Linked DNA regions of Gossypium hirsutum: region 2 is linked to region 1. The links are chromatin contacts, called in public Hi-C maps. All regions are on one chromosome and are shown on one strand. The core of a region is the stretch at or near the end of the contact, and the rest is flanking DNA. Distances in the headings are between cores, read along the strand shown.

Region 1 (5,834 bases), core at 1,823-4,322:
TAAATTGGAAATTCTCTAATTATTTTACTTAAACTCTCCGATAACTAGTCGTTTTGTTCCCTTAGGCGTGAGTACGGAGGGAAGTGATCCTTCGCGTGTTGTGTCGACTTAGCATGGTTGAATCATCGGTAAGCGTTAGTTGTTGAAAGTTTCCTAGTGTCGATTTATTTGACATAATTGATTGTGTATTAATGTTGCGTTATTTAGTCATTTTAGTCAATTGATTGATTGTCGAATGGTTAATTAGGTTCCGGGTAGTCTCAGCATTGTTTTTGCGTCAAAGAAAAACTAGATGCGTACCGAAAACCTTAATTTTTACAAGTTTTGGTCACCAGAAATGGTGGTTGTCGATGCCACACGGCCAGGCATACGGGCATGTGTCCAGGCCATGTGAGCTACATGGTCGTGTGACAGGTCGTGTGGATGGCCTTGTAACTCACAATTCATCAATTGGGAGTCACACGGGTAAGGCACATGGGCGTGTGTCCAGGCTGTGTGTGACAATATTAGTGAAGGGTTCATACAGGCAAAGGACACGGGCATGTGTTTAGGCCGTGTAACTCACTGTTTGTGACTTAGGACAAAATGAACAAGCACATGGGTGTGTACCCAAGCAGTGTAACGCTCTAATTTATGCTTTAAAACCATACGGACAAGGACATGGGCGTGTGCCTAGGCCGTGTAAGCCACACGGGCAAGGACATAGGCGTGTGTCTAGGCCATGTGGCGTATATAAAAAGGGCCCAAAAATGTTTTTGAGACCATAAATGTTACTTAAGACTGATTTTGATGTCCCCATTATATGAATGGTTTGAATTTGACTGAATGATAACTCTTTAACACCCTGTGACCTTTACATGAATTTTGTACCTGTATGTGCACTGTGATGCTTAGTCTGATATTGAACTGTGCTATTTACTTGTGGAACAAATTAGAATAATTGAATACATCTTGTGGATATTGGTTCTCTGCATATACATAGGTTGGGATATTAAGAAGAATGAAGTGATCAGTTCTACATTAATGGCTAAGTCACCATATGTATAACTCTAATTCTGACATTTCGTCATATTACGATCTAGCAGCTAAGTTGCGTATTTGTACACATGTCAGACAGACACTCTATGGTGTGTAGGATTGCTTGGGTATTAAACTCCCTTAACGGTGTATTGGGACGAACGAAGATGGTGTGTAGCGGTTGGGGGTTAGGAATATCTGCATCTGACTCTGATCTGTTCTGTATATGAAACTGAAATTTGTTTCTGCATCTGAAATCACTCTGTCTTGAATCTGAACTAGAAATGTTTCTGTTTTCAAATCGAATTCTTGAATACGGACATTGTTTGGTAAATGTGTTTATGTGAACAAACATCTTTGTGCAATAAGTTTACAACTCACTTTATTGTTGGTTGGATTTTAGGTGGTTCTCAGTCTTGAACAGGTCGGCACGGCGGAAGCGCAGTCAAGCTTTTATCTTTCTTTTAAATACTACTTTAGGAATTTCGGTAAACTATGATAGTAGGACTTTGAAAGATTATATACTTAACTAATCCTTGTGATGAATATTATGCGAAGTATGGTTTAGTATTATTGTGTTATATGTGTGGTATTTAAGTATCAACGATGTAACTCTCTTAACTTGGACTGGACGTCTAGGCCGGGTTTAGGGTGTTACACTATTAGAATTTAAAGTACATAAAAACTTATCTTGATCTTGATGGACATCCACTTAATAAGGTATTCATAACAAGTTTTTTTTTAACAAAAAACAATTAAAATATGCATATGCTGAGATTTGGACTTGTGCTAAATGAATTACTAAAATATTAAATTTAGCACTCAACTAAAACTTCATTTTAATGTATTTTATACAATTTTCATTTTAATATACACAATTTATATTTATACTTACTATTTATTAAGCCCCTAATCGAGTTGGTATGTATTTTAGTTTTTTTCATTCCCACAGAAACCAATCAAAATATGCATATAGTGAGATTTGAAACTACACAAATTAGAGTTATAAAACTTTAAATTTACCATTCAACCGAACCTTCATATTAATATATTTAATATAATTTTGTTTTAATATAGACAATTTATTATCTACATCATTTGTATAATTAGTTTCAAACCATACATTTAAACAAGAATATATGTTTTAAATTTATGGTTTCCACACATATACACATGTGATAGAATTTCTAATATTTATTAAGCTCCTGACTAAGTTGGTGTCACCTTCAACTGGGTTATTAACTCAGTTAGGAAATTACAATAAATGTCATTTCGTAATTAAAAAATGTTATATTATTTTAGGGTATTTTAGTCTTTTCATTTTAACAAAAACTAATTAAAACATGCATATAGTAATATTTAAACCCACATCAATTGTATTATTAAAACCTTAAATTTAACATTCAACCAAAGCTTCATTTTGATGCATTTTATACAATTTTGTTTTAATATACACAATTTATTATATCCATCAATTGTTTATATTAATAATGTTGTTTATTGAGTTGGTATCACAAATCAACTAAATACTAACTCATAGTTGATAACAAAACCATGATAAATAGTTGTAGTGCATTTAGTATTATATATCTGATGTATTTATGTGTTTAAATTTTGTTTTACTCATAATTTAATCTAATTTTTTTATTTTAATATCATACATATATCATGTATTATTATAATTAATTAGTTTCAAACTATATGTTTCGTTGTTTATTTGTATGTTACTTTTAAACAGATATATCTATTTTAAATTTGTGATTTTTACGCCACGTGATAGAAAATGAAATCTATTGTAAAAATGTGTTTGAATGAAAATATGTAGAACCTTTTAAAAATAATAATAATAACTTATTTTCAATGTTTTGTAAAATTAAAGTTGAAAATAAGAGTTTTTAATTTATGAATTAACTTTGGTTTAAAGTTATATAAAGAAAATTCCTTTTTTCCAACTGCTTTTAAATATGTATATTTTTTAAAAAATTTTAAAATAAAAAATATGTTCAGAAATCAAAACTACTCTTTTGGTAGTTGACTTTTCTTTTTCCTTACGAGTAGTTTAGTTTGTGTGTGGCATTGATTTTTGTCGAGAACGACAACCACTTGGTGTCGTTTAAGGTTGATTTTAACTGTCTCATGAACTCAGGCGGCTCCTTCTACCTCTGTTTGACGTACACAGTTGCTCAATTCAGATTTTTATCCTTTTTTCTTTTTATCAATTCAATAGTTAAAAAGAATCGTTCCATTTTTTTAATTAAATTAATACAAATCTCAAAAACTATTTTTTTATAGCATTTCTTTGCCACCATCTCCCCTGTTTATATCTGTTACCTGTAAAAATTTAGAATTTTTCAACGTCTTGACTTCTTACAATCTCTTCACCCTCATGAAATCCAGATCTTTTAGAAACTACCCATTTCAAATCAGGCCTTGAAAATTCAACTTCCAATGGCCAATTTCTTAGCTTTTCTGATGCTAGTTAGCTTTTGGGTTAGTTTCATTTCGGGTCAAAACCCGGGTCTTGAAGCTCCCTATAGGATCCACACTTTGTTCTCGGTGGAATGCCAGAACTACTTCGATTGGCAAACCGTCGGATTCATGCACAGCTTCAAGAAGGCCCAGCAACCCGGACCAGTGACCCGGTTACTGAGCTGTACGGAGGAAGAGAAGAAGAATTATAAAGGGATGGATTTGGCTCCAACTCTAGAAGTTCCCTCTATGAGTAGACATCCTAAAACTGGTGATTGGTAAAGTTTCTCCCTCTCTTTTAGCTCTTTTTTGGGTTTGAAGTTCTTTAATGGTTCCTTTGGTTCTTCATTTTCTAATTTCAATTTCCTTGATCTAAAACTATCATGATTCAAATAAGTATGCTGTTCTGATTAAAGTATTGCTCTTGGAATTGATCAAGTCTGTGAATTGTTGTTGTTGTCAACCTAAATAAAGTAGAAGGATTAAAATTCAAAATACCAAATTTCTTTACCTTATGAAAGAATGTTCATTCAACTTCTTTTTCATATGTTTAATGGTTCAAGAATGATGAACATCTTGCATTGTTTCATGCTTACTTCCCATTCCTTCAGGCATGGAGTCCACTGTTGTGTCCTTTCTGATTAAACTCTCTCATTGTAGCTTTCATCGTGTTATCGTTTTTTAACACTTTTATCGGAGTTCTGATACAACAGAGATCATAGGAGTCTGGAAGAACTTCATGGATGACACTTATTTTGATTATGTAGGTATCCTGCAATTAACAAACCTGCTGGAATTGTCCACTGGCTAAAACATAGTAAAGATGCGCAGAGCACCGACTGGGTAGTGATTTTGGATGCGGACATGATCCTCCGAGGTCCGATTATACCTTGGGAACTTGGGGCAGAGAAAGGCCACCCTGTTGCTGCATATTATGGGTATGGAACTTTCATTATTTTTTTGATGCCAAAACTTAGGATTATTTTTACATGTAGTTGTGATAATGCTTCAACATTCTGTCATCGGATACTTTTTCTGGTTTCACAATTATCATATGCCCTAAGGCTGATATTGAGAAAGAAATTTGTACTTCTCTGCATTGTGCATATTGTCTACGATCATTTTCGAATTTTTCACTTAGATATTCATAATTTTTTTGGTACTCCAGGTACTTGATAGGATGTGATAATATTTTGGCTAAAATGCATACAAAGCACCCAGAACTTTGTGACAAGGTTGGTGGGCTCTTAGCCATGCACATAGATGATCTTCGAGTTCTAGCACCTTTGTGGCTTTCAAAGACGGAAGAAGTACGAGAAGACAGAGCTCACTGGGGGACTAATATAACCGGTGACATCTATGGGACAGGCTGGATTAGCGAGATGTATGGTTATTCGTTTGGGGCAGCAGAAGTATGTTATTTTGTTTACTGCCACAAAGAGTATAAAAGAAAACTTTACTTCAGCCTTTCTGTGTGCGATATTTTTATGTCCATCTTTTAATTCTGGTTATGTTCTTTTCTTTTCAGGCTGGACTTAGGCACAAGATTAATGACAACTTGATGATCTACCCGGGCTATACTCCACAACCGGGTGTTGAGCCTATTCTTCTACATTATGGCTTGCCATTTAGTGTGGGAAACTGGTCTTTCAGTAAATTAGAACACCATGAAGATGGAATTGTTTATGAGTGTGGGCGACTCTTTCCCGAGCCTCCTTATCCTAGAGAAGTAAGTTAAGATCTAAACCTTGCACTAAGAAATGCCTTTGTAAAATGCTCATTTATTTGCATGTGATGTATTTTTCTCTTACCAAAAAGGAAAAAGAAAAAAGCCTGTGACATGAGATTGGTTCCATTCATGAACTAAACATCATGCTTATTACCTTTTTTTCCAGAACATTATGATTATTACTAATGCTGCTTGCATATATCATCTGTTTTATTCATAATTACGAATTACATGTAAGACTTGACTTAGTATATCCTTTCCTTACGCAGATTAAATTGATGGAACCTGATCCGAATAAAAGGCGTGCCTTGTTCTTGAATATTGAGTGTATTAATACCATGAATGAGGGTCTTCTGTTACAACATGCCAGAAATGGATGCCCGAAGCCAAAGTGGTCAAAATATCTAAGCTTTTTGAAAAGCAAAACTTTTGCGAAACTAACTCAACCGAAGCTTCTTACTCCTCCTAGGATGCAAACTGAGGTGGCCAAGGAGGTGAAGGAAATCGATGAACCTATAAAACCGTACCCGAAAATCCATACATTATTTTCGACCGAATGTACTACTTATTTTGATTGGCAAACTGTAGGGCTCATGCACAGTTTCCACCTCAGCGGCCA
Region 2 (5,834 bases), core at 1,004-3,503, 61 kb before region 1:
TCATAGTCGAACTACTTTAAATTTGTTACTTATCTCTTTTCTATCCATGATATCTTAGATGATGATTGTTCTTATGTTTTATGTGAGAACGAGAGAAACTAGATTTGAGTGTATCCGGTAAACTTAATGACTTGATCTAAGTGCTTTCCTTTTTATTTTCTCTTTGGTATTCCGTTATAAAAAAAAAAGTATGGTTTTGATTTAAAAAAGGGAAGAAAAAATGACTATAGGTATGGGAGGAAACAACCAAAACCATATGACTGAATGGCACAGCTATGGCCATATCTATGTGGGACATTTCATTAGGAGTTTTCAAATTTCATAAGCCCCACAAGATAGGAGTAGTAGTACTATTTTATATAAAAACCTTTTCATGGGTTTTTTATTTGTTTACTTATTACTAAATTATTTACGGGATAAGATTTTGAAGTGTTCCTATCATTTACAAAACTTGACTTTTCTTCATTTTGGTAAGAAAAAAAGGACCTTCTTCTTTTGTCTTGTACATTAAGGCCATAGAGTGGTTCATCTCTCTCAAACAAACATAAAATCTTAGGGATTCTAAGACAACATACACTAAGCTAAGCAATAGTTAGCTATTGACTTAACTCCCAATAATTTTAATGATAATATTGGCTTCTTTTTTCCATAGCTACTTTTCAATTTTAGAAGTTAGACATTTTTCAAGGGTAAAACTTAGATATTAGAAGAGTTTTTTTATTATTATATTACAATCGACTTGGCCCTGAGTTAAGTCATAGTTCAATATTTTTCTTGTCAAAATGGTTTCTTTTTAAATTTGTCTTAATTCATTTATCCAAATTCATCATTCATTTGATATTAAAATTTTAAAAATATTTTATTAATATGTATTTTAGAATTAATATAAATATGAAGAATTTTTTAATTAAAAAATAGTTATTGGGATTAAGTCGAACTGTCAGGTCTATTGGACAACTAAAGTACTTTAATTCACATCTAGAGTAGACTTAATAGCAAGGCTTTTGATCGACCCTCTATTCCGCACATGTAAACGCATGAATTTTAACCATGTAGTAACCAAATCTTTCCCTTATCATTTACTTTTGCACTCTAAAAGGTAGTATATATGAAAAAATAACTAGTTTAATATATAAATTGGCTCATGATCTTCGTAAATTTTTTTCAAATTAGTCCTTAATTCTTCTTGAATCACATTAACCTCTAAAGATAGCATTTATGATTAACACCATTAATTTTATAACAGTTGAGTGACATGACTAAACACAATGATGACACATGAACAAACAGGGGAGCAACATGTTTCTTCCTATTTAATTATTCTAATATATATATTCAATAAATGTAAATAAGTTTTAAAATATAAGTAATATATGCAAGTTATAAAAGTTAAGAAAATTGAATATATATAATTGAAAAAACAGTTCAAATTTACAAAAATAATATTAAAATATACTTAAAATTTTAGAAAATTACAGAAAAATGAAAAAATATTTAACGATTCAAAAAATTGACTGATCAATATTTTTGTAATTTAATTTTTAAATTTTATAAAATTTTAACAATATGTTCTCTTTTTATTGAATTTTTTAAAATATTTTTTGAATTTTTAACTAATTGTTTTGTTTTATGTTTTGAATTATATATTAATTTTTTGAATTTTTATAATATATATTTCTTATATTTTCTAAAACAATTTTTTTTAAAATTTTTGAAGTTTTTTTTTTACAATTTTTAGAATAATTATAGAGGAAGACACTTGTTGTTTTCTTGTTTGTCCGTGTGTCACATCCTAATTTCGCCACATCACCCAAATATTTAAAAACTAACGGTGTTGACCATAAGGATCAATGTGATAAAAAAATCTAGAAGCCAATTTGAGAAAGTTAGCAAGTTTCGTTTATTGTCGTTAACTGGATACATTTACAATATGCAAACGCTGAGAATTAAATTTATTATCATGTCATATATTATCTTTCTGTCACCCAATCAACGTAGTTAATAAATCAAATAATTGAATAATTATTTTGTAATTTTTCATGATTTGGTGACTAAACAAATCTTAATAATAATTGGGTGACTAGTTTACCCTAAATAAAAATATGCATTGATGATATGTTTGTATATCTATACATACACGTAGGTGTATATATTATGTGTACTTCTTACATTACGATGAGAGTAGGGAGGGTCCAATTATTTAAATTAGGCCCGATTCATTGGGATGAAGTGGCCTATATATGTGTGCCATGATTGGCCCAGTTAAGACCAAAGAATCAAAAACAAGCTTTGCATCAACGAGTTCAGTTTCACCCCTCGGATTAATGCAATCTTTTCATTGAAAACTAAAATTAAAGAAACAAATTTAAGATTACCCAAACCAAGAAGTCATCGCCAAATTTACTTTCTTTTATGAAATCAACTCTAAGGACTAAAATTTTTATGATAATTTAGATGTTTTGAAAAACGTTAATTCAATTAAATTTTTTGTTTATAATATTCCCACTACATAGGACTTTATTCAATCGGTTATGCACTATATTTGTCCCTATAAAATATCAAAAAATTAATAGGTTATCTATATTTTAAAAATGATTGTTATTACTGTCTAAATTTTACTGGTTAACAGTTTTTTTAACTTTTTCGTTGATGAAATATTTTGATTTTTACTGTTATAACATTTATTCTAATCTAAATAAATAAAAGCAATTTAGAGTTTTCAAATAAAGAAATAATTATGTTAACAAAAGAAAAAGAAAAAAAAATTTGTTACCAGTAAAAATAAAGAAATAATTAAGTGAGTAATATTTAAAATTTTAAAAACACATTGTTAATTTTGATAATTTTAATATAAAAATATTAAGTAATTATATTTAAAATTTAATTACATAAGATTTGTTCAAAATCTTAGAAAGCTTTAAACTAAAAAAGTTACATGCATTTTTTTTAATGTATACATGCCTCCTTTTTTGTTAACTCTAAACTTTCTTTGATAAGTGCGATTTAGAAATTTCAAAAAAAAAATTAAATAAGGAATATTATTTGGTAAATTGATACATAAGTAGGGTTAGGGATTGACATGTGTCTTATAAAAATATATTGTCAGTGTACCAAATATTTATCCTTTAAATAATAAACTTCTAAGTATCTATGATTAATTTAATAGTTTTATTATAAAATTAATTTAATTTTAACTCATAAAAAACATAAATTATATATATTTAATAAAGTTAATTTATTTAAAATATGAAAACATAGGTGTCTCCCCTTATTTAAGTAATTACTTTTAATTCACAATCAACAAGAATTGACATCCTCACTAAAGATTCACTCAAAGCACTTAAAGCACTCAAAGTGTTTAAGGTTCAATAAATATTCACTCAAAATTAAATTTCCATAGGCTTGCTTGAAAATTAAATTTCCACCACTATAAAATGATATGACACATTAATCAAAAAGTCTTTAAGAGGTTATAATGGGGCTTAGGTTAAGGGTGTGAAAAAAACAACTAGAAAAAGTGGTTATAATCGAGATCGAGTTGATAAATTACCAAACTAAAAAAATAAATAAATGTTGAATTAAAAGAAAGTGCATCAATCAATACTATTCAAGAATAAAAAGGAGATTCTCAATAAAATATGAAATTAACTATTCAAGCTCAATTAACAAAGAATTAATCAATATTTTTTTTCGATTTTTTGAAGTAGAACAATAAGAATTAATTCAGCAATTCAAACAAATAGCATAGTTAGGCAACTAGCCAAATCAAATCTCAACAAAAAAGGGGTCAATAAAACTGGAAAGATTCACAACGAAAAAAAATGGGTTATGAGTTAACATTCACGGGTTAATCAAGAAAATGTGTGTTAGGCTCAACAGGGTTCACTAAGGGTTAATTCAATAGGCAGGTTTTTTATAGGTTAAGTGGGTTAAAACCTAAGTGTCTTTATCATCTCAGTATATCAAATCAAAGGTGTGGTCTCGACAAGCATAATCGAAGCACGTTCTAGAATAACAAATCAAGTTGACACACTCATAACCAATAATAAAATGAGCATGAAAAATGTATGCTTTATAGGCTCAAAATCTCACAAAAAATCATGGTTTTGATGTCACACTTGCAAATTTAAAACTTCAAGATAATACCACAATTCAGGGAAAAACCTAAAATTTTTAATTTCTGAAAAATACTCATCATGATTGACTCTCTATGTCTTAAATTTTAAATCAACCAATGCACAAATATCTACAAATTATTCCAAAACAGCATCATTAAAAATCCCAAATTGAAAACAATTCACTCTAATGGAAGTATGAGAAAATTACTTAAACATAAGAAATAATTCAGGGATTTTATAATAGTAATATAAATAACCTCCCCACACTTAAGACATATATTGTCCTCAATGTACAAACAAATATAAGCATAGAATAAGCAGAATATCATAAGAAAGGGAGAAAGCTGAAACTGCCCTAAATATAGATGAAATCGCCAAAATAGTGAAAACCGAAATTGTAGGCAAATCTAAATGTAGTGCATGGTTTCGAGCAAACTAATAAGAAAATAAACGCAAATAAGGAAGAAGATTAAGAGGTTACAAACTCAACTAGAAACAACCATAAAAATAAAAATAGAGTTCGAGAGAAAAATAAACTAAAGAAGTCAAAGAAATAAAAAAAACAACTAAAAACAAAAAGAAAATGAAAATGAAAAGAAAATAAATAAGATTAATGATCTTCATCATGAGAGTCATCGGGATCGTGAGGCGCCGGCGTTGTAGAAGAAATGTGGAAATACTGAAAGATCTACTACAAGGTCACATCAATACTGTTGAACCGCTTAAAACAGTGTTGCTCGAAACGAGTGAACCGCTTGGAGAGGTCCACTAGGGCGACAACAGGAGTAGTAGTAGGGTGACTCTAAGGTGAATGATGAGGTGGATCCTCATGATGGAAAGAGATATCATCAATAAAGTCCGCATGCTCATTTTGAGGGTCGGAATAAGATAATCGGTATCGAGGAGGATCTAGTCCACGCAGTCGCTCGATCATCCTCATCTGACTTATACTCGATAACCCCTACGAGGACATCTATCCAACTAGTATGAAGGAGGAGGACTGTTTCAGAGTGTCGAGGAGGCCAGAATGTCATGCGAGGTGAGTCACGTAAGGGCCTAAGTAGATAGGACCCTTCTTATTGCGTTCTGTCTGATGGCGACAAGCTAGGGTGATGAAGTTGGCAAGATCAAGGTGTGTCCCATCACCATGTTCCAAAATAAATATGCGTCGAATGTACCGACAAACCCGGTACTCTCTCTTCGATTGGTCAATGTGTGGACCAATATGGCATGAATATAGCACAAAGTCGGAGAAGGGAAGTCACCTTCAACTAACTCGAGTCATAAGACGTTGTACTAGCCATAAGTTGTGTCCAGCATAGAGACGACGAATAATGGATGTGCCGGTATAAAGTGAGAAACCCCTCGGCATTTATGAACCCCTCAGTATAGAGTCTTAAAGTAGCTCTGAATTCCGGGACGCTCAGATAGTGCATCGTATCGCCAAGTCGGAAAGTAATAGTGCCCATCTCATCATGGCTTGACATCATGTGCTGAAGAACAAATGTTGAAAAAAATATAAGGTCAGCTCCGAATTGGTGGGCTTGACGATGGAAAAGAAACAACCTCAATGAGCTGTAGCAATCAGTGCGTGGACTCGATCAACTAGAGAATATGCTCCAAGGCTGCCCAATCAATACAATGACCTAATCCTAGTGGCCACTGTCGGAGATGCTAATAGAGGTCCTCTTAAGGACCCTGTGAAAATCGTAGACA

The links. Hi-C and Micro-C count contacts between places; a contact is called where the count stands out from the background.
Region 2: a Hi-C map of leaf shows a contact between it and region 1, with 3 times the contacts expected there. The contact joins the enhancer-like site here to the promoter of LOC107892211 in region 1. A contact is called at or near these places in 12 of 34 Hi-C or Micro-C datasets (anther, hypocotyl, leaf and 2 more).

The regions. Positions count from the first base shown.
Region 1 is chrD09:10,755,973-10,761,806 of Gossypium_hirsutum_v2.1, reverse strand. LOC107892211 (peptidyl serine alpha-galactosyltransferase) reads left to right here and starts at 3,072. Exons shown (of 8, transcript XM_041101785.1): 1 at 3,072-3,764; 2 at 4,254-4,424; 3 at 4,655-4,898; 4 at 5,015-5,215; 5 at 5,485-5,834. The coding sequence starts at 3,466.
Region 2 is chrD09:10,815,915-10,821,748 of Gossypium_hirsutum_v2.1, reverse strand. No RefSeq gene overlaps it. Among protein-coding and RNA genes, the nearest start is that of LOC107892209, 4.5 kb to the left of the region's middle. Within about 2 kb of position 2,253, at least 1 of the 9 cell types and tissues checked has an H3K27ac peak or open chromatin away from gene starts, as enhancers often do. A contact at or near this core is called in leaf, where this site is marked.